Regions from separate parts of the Mus musculus genome. Here region 1 is linked to region 2. Evidence: chromatin contacts called from public promoter capture Hi-C data. All regions are on one chromosome and are shown on one strand. The core of a region is the stretch at or near the end of the contact, and the rest is flanking DNA. Distances in the headings are between cores, read along the strand shown. Region 1 holds the start of Rin3 (Ras and Rab interactor 3). Region 2 overlaps Slc24a4 (solute carrier family 24 (sodium/potassium/calcium exchanger), member 4).

Region 1 (4,677 bases), core at 1,092-3,591, 110 kb after region 2:
TATGGGGTCTGAAAGTGTAGGGTTACTCATATCAGCCTGAAGAACTGGCAAGTAGTAGGATGGTCCACTGACCTAGATCCAAGGACACCTAGGAGGAGCTTGTGGGCTTATTGGAGGAACCACAGCCAAAGATTTCTCCCTGAAGGGATGCTCTCTTCCTTCTCTCATCTGTGCTCATCTATTACAGATGAGCAATGGAATCTCTGAGAAAGCTGTACTGGCTGTTGCCTAAAGAGTCCTGGGACTGGATTTGAACACGTGACTGCCTTCTGTGCCCAGCTTTCAAGCAGAAAACTACAGGATTGTTGACAGAGATGATAGAGAGGTGACTGTGGCTCAGGGAAGAGCTAACCTCGGAGAAGAAATGCCTATAGGGCCTGGTAGTGCCCTGAGGGGATGGCTGGCAGCAATCTGAGTGCTCGGTGGGGAAGTTGTGTAGGTCAGAGTGGCTAAGGTTGCTCCCTGGAGACCACACTTTTTTGTGCCTTCCAAAAAGAAAAGCTAGTTTGATTGGGATGCAATTCAACAGCTTAAAGTGTATAATTTGATGGTTTTCAGACACAGCCACAAAGTTGTGCAATGAATACCACAGTCAATTTAAAAACATTTTCATCACCCCCAAAGAAACTCCATAGCCATTGCCAGTTGCTCCCCACTCCCCGACCCCACCCCACCCCACCCCACCTCTAGCGAACACTAGTTTACTGTTTGTCTCCGTGAAATTGCCTACTCTGAACACTTCATGCAAAAGGAATGTGTTTAACGACTGGCTTCTGTCACTTAGCATGCTTTCAAGACTCATCTGTGCAGAAGCACCATTGTTGGGGCCCCATTCTTTCTGTGGCTCAATAACAGTCCCTGACTGATGATCCCTGATCTTATTTACATATTCATCGATTGATGAATGCTTGGTTGCTCCCACATACTGGCTACTGTAAATTGTTTGTATTTCTTTTCTTTCTTTCTTTCTTCCTTCAACATAGGGCCTCTCAGACACATGCCAGGCAACCATTCTACCTCTGAACTCTAGCTCCAGCTCTGGATAACACAAATAAAGGCTGATATGAACAGTCATATATAAGGTTTTGCATGGACACACTATGATAGATAGCTTTAATTTGTCAACTTGACACAACCTAGAATCACTGAGAAGAAATTCTCAGTAAGGGATTGTCTGCATTTAGTTAGGCCTATGAGTATGCTGGTGAGGGACTGTCTTACTTAAGTTATTGGTGCGGGAAGACTCAACCCACTGTGGGCAGCACCATTCCCTATACAGGGTGCCCTGAACTATGTAAGAGTGGAGAAAGTGAGCTGATCACAAGCCAGGTAAACATGGTTACATTCATTTCTCTTTGCTCTGGATGTCATGTGACCAGCTTTTTGACATCCCCCCCCTCCCCCTGCCTTGACTTCCCCATAATGAACTGTAACCTGGAATTGAAAGCTGAAATAAGCCCCTTTGGGTACGTAGTTTCCCCTTCTGAGGAACTGCCAAGGCTGCTTCCCAAATCAGCTGGCCCATTTACCACTCCCAGCAGGAGACTGTTAACTAAGCCTTTCCTCTCACTTCCACAGGCTGATTTGGAGGAAATGCCAAAAGAGAAGTGGTTGTGAGGGTGTGTGGACACTCTAGCACTCCTGTGTAATCGTGGGTAGAGGCCAAGGATGTGGATGGAAGTTGGGTTACTCCTACAATGCACAATGCACAAGACAGTCCCAAGCACAAAACATTTAATCTGTCCCCAGCAGTCTAAATAATGCCCAGGCTGGGAATGAATTAAACAAGGTGATATCTTGAGGTCCGCTATTACCTGGTCTCACAGGCTTAGCTAGCTCAGGAGACATTTTTGAGTGTCTGGGCGCTTAAAAAAGGAGGCATTACGACTCGCGGTTGTTGTGTAAGCTAGCAAGTTTTCTCCTTTAGTCTCTCACTGGGTGCTGTACTCAGCACAGGTGCCTTAGATGTCAGGCTTCATGGACGATATCTGCTTTGTTAAACAGTGATCTTATCAACAGAGAAGGTATCAAGGAGAGACAGGATGGCCACCTGTCAGGGACGTGGAGGAGGTGCCCCGCCTTGGGGGCGGGAGTGGGTATGGGTCGTGGCTCCCCCGGGATGAAGGAGGTCCCATTTGGGCCGTGGGCCTCGTCACCTGCCAGCCCTGAGTGCCTTGCTATCCGGTGCCAACTTGGAGACTTTCCTGTGAGTTTCGCTCGCAGGCTCCGGGCGGCCACAGTCCGTGCTGTCCTCGACCCCGGCACCGCCCGCCGCCAGGCCCGGCCCTAGGGGCGCGGCCCGGCTTCCGCGCGCCCCAGGGGGCTCCCTGCTACGAGCAGCCACGGCCGAATGGCTTCTGACAAAAAACCCTTGACCACCAAGGCCGGCCTCTTCCTGCGAGCCCCGCGCGCTGCGATCCAGGAAGTGGAAGGCAGCGGCCCCGCGCTTCCCCACTGGGCGCGCGGCTGGCGGCGGCGCCCAGCCCGGCCCTCGGCGAGGGACAGCGCCAGCGCCACGCGGAGGTCGCTGCGTCCCCAATCGCCTGCCCCACGATGCGACGCGCCGAAGCGCCCTCGAGCGCCCACCCTGCCGGGTAAGTGGCAACCCGTGCCCGCCGCTCCCCAGGTGGCCCGCGTCCTGCCTCTTTTGCTCAGCTTGATCCCCGAGAGCCCTGGGTGCTCCGGATAGGGCTACGGGACGTCGTGGATGTCATGCTGAAATGAACACCCCCCACGAGCGTGCGGATCCCCCAGCAGGGACTAAGGGTGAAACTAGGTTCTGCAAGGAAAGGGGGCGGCCTTGGTGACTGCCGAACTTGGCCAAACTTTCAAATCCAGACTTTGTTAGCGGGGGGGGGGGGGGGGGGGGGGGGAAGCAGTGCACAATGTGCGGCTGGGAGGGTTTGGTGTGTTCGAGCCCGAGATGTCCGTGTAGCCATGGCTCTAGCCTAGGCTGAACTTTGGATGCAAGCACTCGCTGCCCTGGCCCAGCCAGCCCCATGCACCACGAAGCACCGCTGCTCTGCCTAAACCCCAGCTTGCGCCCTCAGGTTCTGGGACCGAGAGTGGGGGTGGGGGCGGGGGTGGGGAGTAGGGTGGTAGATAAGAAGCACCTACAACTTTAGGCAGGCCCATCCAGCAGCTAACTCTCTGCCTGGAGGATTGAGGCGCCACCAGATCCCATCTGCCACCCCACTGGATCGGCTGGGGACCTTTGGACTGGCCTTTGAAGAGCCTGGTGTGTGAGGAGGGTCTAGAGTGCTCGGGTGCAAATGATTGGCGGGATACCCAGACGCAGATGCAGTCTGAAGTGTGTGAAATTAAATGGCTTGGGAACAACCATTCGGAAGGGATTCCTACTTTTGTGCTCTTCCCTACCCCCCACCTCAAGACCTGGAACACTGCCCAGAGCTACACAAGGTTGGGAATGTCCTGTCATCCCGCCCAGCCCAGTCCTAAGAGAAGATCGGGAAGGGTGGGGTTTGAAGCTGCACCGAGTAGAAAGCGATTTCTGCGAAAGTCTTCTAGCACTTTCTGAGGTGCCATGGATGATGGACGAATCTGGGGTACCATACTTTTTGTATTTCCGTTTAAAAGTCCCGGGCCTGATCCCGGATGAATTCCCGTGGCTGCCTGTTTTAATTCTGTGACCTCATCTCTTTGAGCTTCCACTCTTTAGAACAGGAACGCTATCTGTACACATCTTGTACTCTCCAGGGTTTGGGAACAGTAGGGTGTAACTGGCCCCCATTCGGATAGGAGGGACTGGGATTGTCCTGGGGCGGGGGGTGGGGGGGTGGGGGGGGGCTTGGCTGCCTCCTTCCTCCTACCCCCAATCCCAGCTACAACCACAGCCCGGAAATTCTGTGTTGATGTTTCCCTTGGAAGTGATCTCTGTGGAGACAAATGTCATCTGCTGGGAAACTGGGAATTCCGATGCGGAAGGGGTCTCCTGGGAGCAAGTAACTGCTATACCCTGGGTGGGAAGGTAAAGCCGGCTAGAAAAGGAGGGTGAGGAATCAGGTTCTGATCTCATCTACTTCCCCATTTTCCCCAAGGATGGCCTGGCCTGACCCATTTCCTCCTGCCTTTCTTTGTTTACCTCTGTACCAGTGATTGATTTCATTGTGCCTCAGTTTACTAACAAGGATAGTCAGTAGTCACTGCTCTTCACAGGCTGTTTGGAGGGGACATCCTCAGCTGCTATTATGATTAGCATCACTGACATCTGTTGGGTGGGCCCCTTCCTTTTGCCAACTGGGTGATCTGTCTGCCTCATCTGAAACTCCAGAGTCCTATAACCCCTCCCTCACTGGGATTGAATTGGATGAATTCTAATGGCCTTGGTCCCTGCTCAGGGGCTGGTCCTTTTTAAGGTCTTTAAAACACCCTGCACCTGAGCCTCACACCTAAATACTCAGGGACCTCTTACCCCAAGTCACCCCTAGGCCCAGCTGCCACCAGGACTGGTCCTGAAAGCTTTTTGAGTCTATCCTTGCACCCTACTGGCCCAGAGCCCCCTTCTTTCTGGGGTGAGAGACATTCAGATAGCTGGGGACTGCTACCCCAAGCAGCCAGGAGAGTGCCCCTTGAGTTCTGAATCCTAGGATGCAAGCTCTGCTTCTTGTTTAAACGGCTGTCTGGGAAAAGAGATGCACATGGGTCGCTGGCTACACT
Region 2 (4,071 bases), core at 1,372-3,871:
AAAAGCAAAATATTTAGGGTAGGATTGCATGGGTTAGCAGTCTCCTTTCAAATGACTCAGCCAAACAAGTGTGCAGGAGCTCGGGGAGATGGATTAGTGACCTGAGTCAGAATACATAGCACCCACATAAAAAGCTGGGAGTGGCCCCAGACACCTGCATCCCAGTGCTGCAGGAAGAGACAGGGGATCGCTGGAGCTTGCTGTATGGCTATCTAGCTCAATGTCCAGTAAGAGAGACAGACCCTGTCTCAAGGGAATACGACTCAGGACACACATATCCTTCTCTGGTCTTCGCATGCACACGAATCAGTGCTCCCACATGAGCGCACATACAACACTCACACACACACCACATATGCACACTCACACACACCACAGCAACAGACATATGAGTGTGTGATATAGGCAGGTGCTGGGTGCCAGTTTTCATTATCTGGTCTGAGTAAAAGACCCATGGGTGTTTATTGAGTCTTTAAACTTTTATTTAGGTCTGGGAACACTCAAAATAAGATGATGCAAAAATGTCAGAAGGGGGCCCGCAGAAAAAGTACAGCTGAAGTCAAGAACTCCGAAGTGTCCCAGGGTAGAACACAAGGACCACAGCTGCCTAAATCTGCCCTGTGTGAGATGTGTGACTCAGGGACATCTCCTGAGTCTGTGAGTCCTTGTCACAGGGCGGAGGAGAGCTTGTCACTTCCATCTGCCTCCCCCCACACTGGTTTGGAATGGAGTGAAAATCTCTGATGCTCAGGAGAGCTGCTTTCCAAGGAAGATGGCTGCCTACTTTTTGCTCTGATTGCAATTGTTGATCCATTTTACTTACTTGTTTGAGAAACATTATTTGAAAAAAAATGTGTGTATATAAAGAAAACATTCTTTCACCAAAACAAATGTAAAATAGTTAAATGAGAGAATAGCACCAAAAGGCCCAGTGTCTAAGGTCCAATAACAAGAATATTCTAGAGAAGAGAAACAGGGAAACAAAACAAACTGAGGATAGGAATCATAAAAGCTAATCTGAGAACATTTGGAACTGAATCGCCAAACAACAAGTCTGTTAGGTCCTCAGTGTGGGCTGGGGATGTGGCTCAGTTGATAGAGTGATTAATACCCACAAGGCCACATAAACTGAGTGTGGTGGCATATGCCCATGATCCCAGCACTCAGGAGGCAGAGTCAGGAGGATCAGGAGTTCAAGGTCAACATCAGCTAGATGGAGCATTTGAAGCTAGCCAGAGCCACATGGGATCCTGCATCAAACCAAGCAAATCCTCAGCAAGAAGCCATAGATAAGCTTCACTAATTTGACAGGCCTTTACTGCTGTGAGCTTGTGTTCAGTACTGAGAAAGGTGTCTGGAAGCTTCCAAAGGGAGAGAAAGGGTCACAAACAAGGGATTCAAAAGACTGGCATATGATGACGATGACAGTGCTGACACTGGAGGCCATCGGGTAGGTCTCAGAAAAACCACGAACCTCTTTACTCAATTCACCTATAGGCTGAGCCTCCATCATGGTGCAGAGCAGAAAGAAACAGGCAAGCATGTGAGCTCTCACAGGGCATCTCTGAATCACGGTGGCCTTGTGGTCGTCACTCCGGTCCGCGGTGGCCTTCTACGGTCTACTATGTATCCTTGACAGGAAGGGCTCAGCTGAGAGCCTGAACTTCCCCTCTCCTCTGCTCTCCCTGGCTGCCATTGGTCAGATAGTTGCTGACTGCCCCTGATCTCAGTAGAAGACGACACCCCACAGCCCCACTGGACTCGGCTTGTGTCTCGAGGTACCCCATTAAGGTGCTGTGACCTCCTCCCTCATGTGCAGACTGCCACAGTCAGAGAAGGGTGACATGGGAGGTGTCGAGGACGGAGCAGAGAGGAATGCTGGTGGTGGCGTGGCTCTGACCTGTGACATCCATAAACTAGTCAGGGTCTGGGTGGGATACAGGCTAAAGAGAGGGGCAGAGCCAGCATATATAAAAGCAGATAAATATCAACCAATACTAGAGGATTGATAGGTTAGGGGTTCTCAGAGTGTGTCAGTTTCCTGACAGCACCCCCCACCCCGAGATCTAGGTACAGAGTAAGTGAGCCACATTAGGCAGGCTCATCCCTCACCTCCATACCCCAGACCCAATTAGAACAGCAAGGTGCCAGGGTGTGACCTTTGACCTTTACCAGCTGCTCCCATGGGTCTCTGAAGCTAGAATTGAGTTTGACCCTCCAGAGAGGATAGCGCATGGGCATCCCCTACTGGACACAGAGAACCCCGGACTTGGTCCCTAAAGTGTCTGAGAGGTGATGGGGAGCTATCATCAACCACACTGTACGTGTAAATGTGTGTGGTGATCCTGTTGAGGGGTGCAGGGGTGGGCATGGCAGCACCCTACAATCGAAGTGTCTCTGGGTGAGGATTCTGCAGAGGAAAGTACCAGGCTTCCAAAGTGAAGTTTCCAACACAATTAGACCACCCCCTCTGGATCAGTCAGTTTCCATTGCTGTAATAAAAGACTGACCAGGATCAACTTATAGAAGATAGTCTTTATTTTGGCTTACAGTTCCAGAGGGGGAATCCATGACATCAGGGGAAGCACATGACAGTGGTGAGCTGGAGCAGGAAGCTGAGCGAGCAGGAAGTAGAGTGGCTATAGACTTTCAAAGGCTGCCTCAGTGTTGTACTTCCTTCAACAAATGCATACTTCCTTTTTAAAAAATTTATAATGTTTATTTTTTTAATTGGGTATTTATTTCATCTACATTTCCAATGCTATCCCAAAAGTCCCCCACATGCTCCCCCACCCACCCACTCCCACTTCTTGGCCCTGGCGTTCCCCTGTACTGAGGCATATAACGTTTGCACGACCAATGGGCCTCTCTTTCCACTGATGGCCGACTAGGCCATCTTCTGATTCATATGCAGCTAGAGACACGAGCTCGGGGGGTGGGGTGGGGTTACTGGTTAGTTCATATTGTTGTTCCACCTATAGGATTGCAGATACCTTTAGCTCCTTGGGTACTTTCTTTAGCTCCTCCACTGGGGGCCGTGTGATCCATCCAATAGCCGACTGTGAGCATCCACTTCTGTTTGCTAGGCCCCGGCATAGTCTCACAAAAGGAAGCTCTATCTGGGTCCTTTCAGCAAAATCTTGCTAGTGGATGCAAGGTGTCAGCGTTTGGAAGGTGATTATGGAATGGATCCCCGGATATGGCAGTCTCTGGATGGTCCATCCTTTCGTCACAGCTCCAAACTTTGTCTCTGTAACTCCTTCCATGGGTGTTTTGTTCCCAATTCTAAGAAGGGTCAAAGTGTCCACACTTTGGTCTTCGTTCTTCTTGAGTTTCATGCGTTTAGCAAATTGTATCTTATAACTTGGGTATTCTAAGTTTCTGGGCTAATATCCACTTATCAGTGAGTACATATTGTGTGAGTTCTTTTGTGATTGGGTTACCTCACTCAGGATGATGCCCTCCAGGTCCATCCATTTGCAATGCATACTTCCTAAAGGTTCCATAACCTCCCCAAACAATGGCCAACAAACAACTGGGGACCCCACGCCTGCACCTATGTGAGACCACTATCTCATCCATTACGCTGTTAAACCCAACAGTCAGCTTGTGGCCAGTCTCTGATGGCTTCTCCCTTCGTTTTCCTCTTCCTTTGTTGCTCAGTGAAAAATCCCACAAGGCAGTTCTCCTTGCCAACGCAATACCAGACTATTGCTGTAACCACCATGCCTGCACACTCTTCTCACACCTGGGAAATCTCTTTATTCAAACCAAACCCTGGCTCATTCAAACCAAATGCTGCCTTGGAGAGGGGGGCCTCCAAGCCCTAGAGCAGAGAGAGTACACCCTCGGAGTCCTACACTTTGCTTGCTCTCAGGTCTGGTCCTAGAGACTGGAGCTGTTTGGTGGATCATTGTGAGTGTGAGCCTACCAGCACCCCACACGACCACCAACTCAATGAAGCTCTGCAGAGGAAGGAAGGAGCCTCCCTTCTCCTGTGTGAGGAGCCTCAGAGGTGGTGAGCTGCCACCTAACCAAGAGGATAAAGCCCCAGCTTGTCCTGAGGCGTTG

What was found. Promoter capture Hi-C pulls out the DNA fragments that hold promoters and counts their contacts.
Region 1: a contact with region 2 is called in a promoter capture Hi-C map of the HPC-7 cell line, with 2.0 times the contacts expected there. The contact joins the promoter of Rin3 here to the enhancer-like site in region 2. A contact is called at or near these places in 4 of 39 promoter capture datasets (the 3T3-L1 cell line, the HPC-7 cell line, embryonic stem cells and 1 more), 3 of 484 Hi-C or Micro-C datasets (myeloid progenitors, myocytes and nephron progenitors), 8 of 115 datasets of contacts at active chromatin or transcription factors (DN3 thymocytes, bone marrow-derived dendritic cells, bone marrow-derived macrophages and 4 more) and 2 of 9 other capture datasets (adipose tissue and liver).

The regions. Positions count from the first base shown.
Region 1 is chr12:102,280,733-102,285,409 of GRCm38.p6, forward strand. It overlaps Rin3 (Ras and Rab interactor 3), which reads left to right and starts at 2,342. Exons shown (of 10, transcript NM_177620.4): 1 at 2,342-2,594. The coding sequence starts at 2,554.
Region 2 is chr12:102,171,305-102,175,375 of GRCm38.p6, forward strand. All of the region lies in intron 2 of Slc24a4 (solute carrier family 24 (sodium/potassium/calcium exchanger), member 4), which reads left to right. Among named protein-coding and RNA genes, the nearest start is that of Slc24a4, 45 kb to the left of the region's middle. Within about 2 kb of position 2,622, at least 4 of the 459 cell types and tissues checked have an H3K27ac peak or open chromatin away from gene starts, as enhancers often do. A contact at or near this core is called in the HPC-7 cell line and bone marrow-derived macrophages, where this site is marked.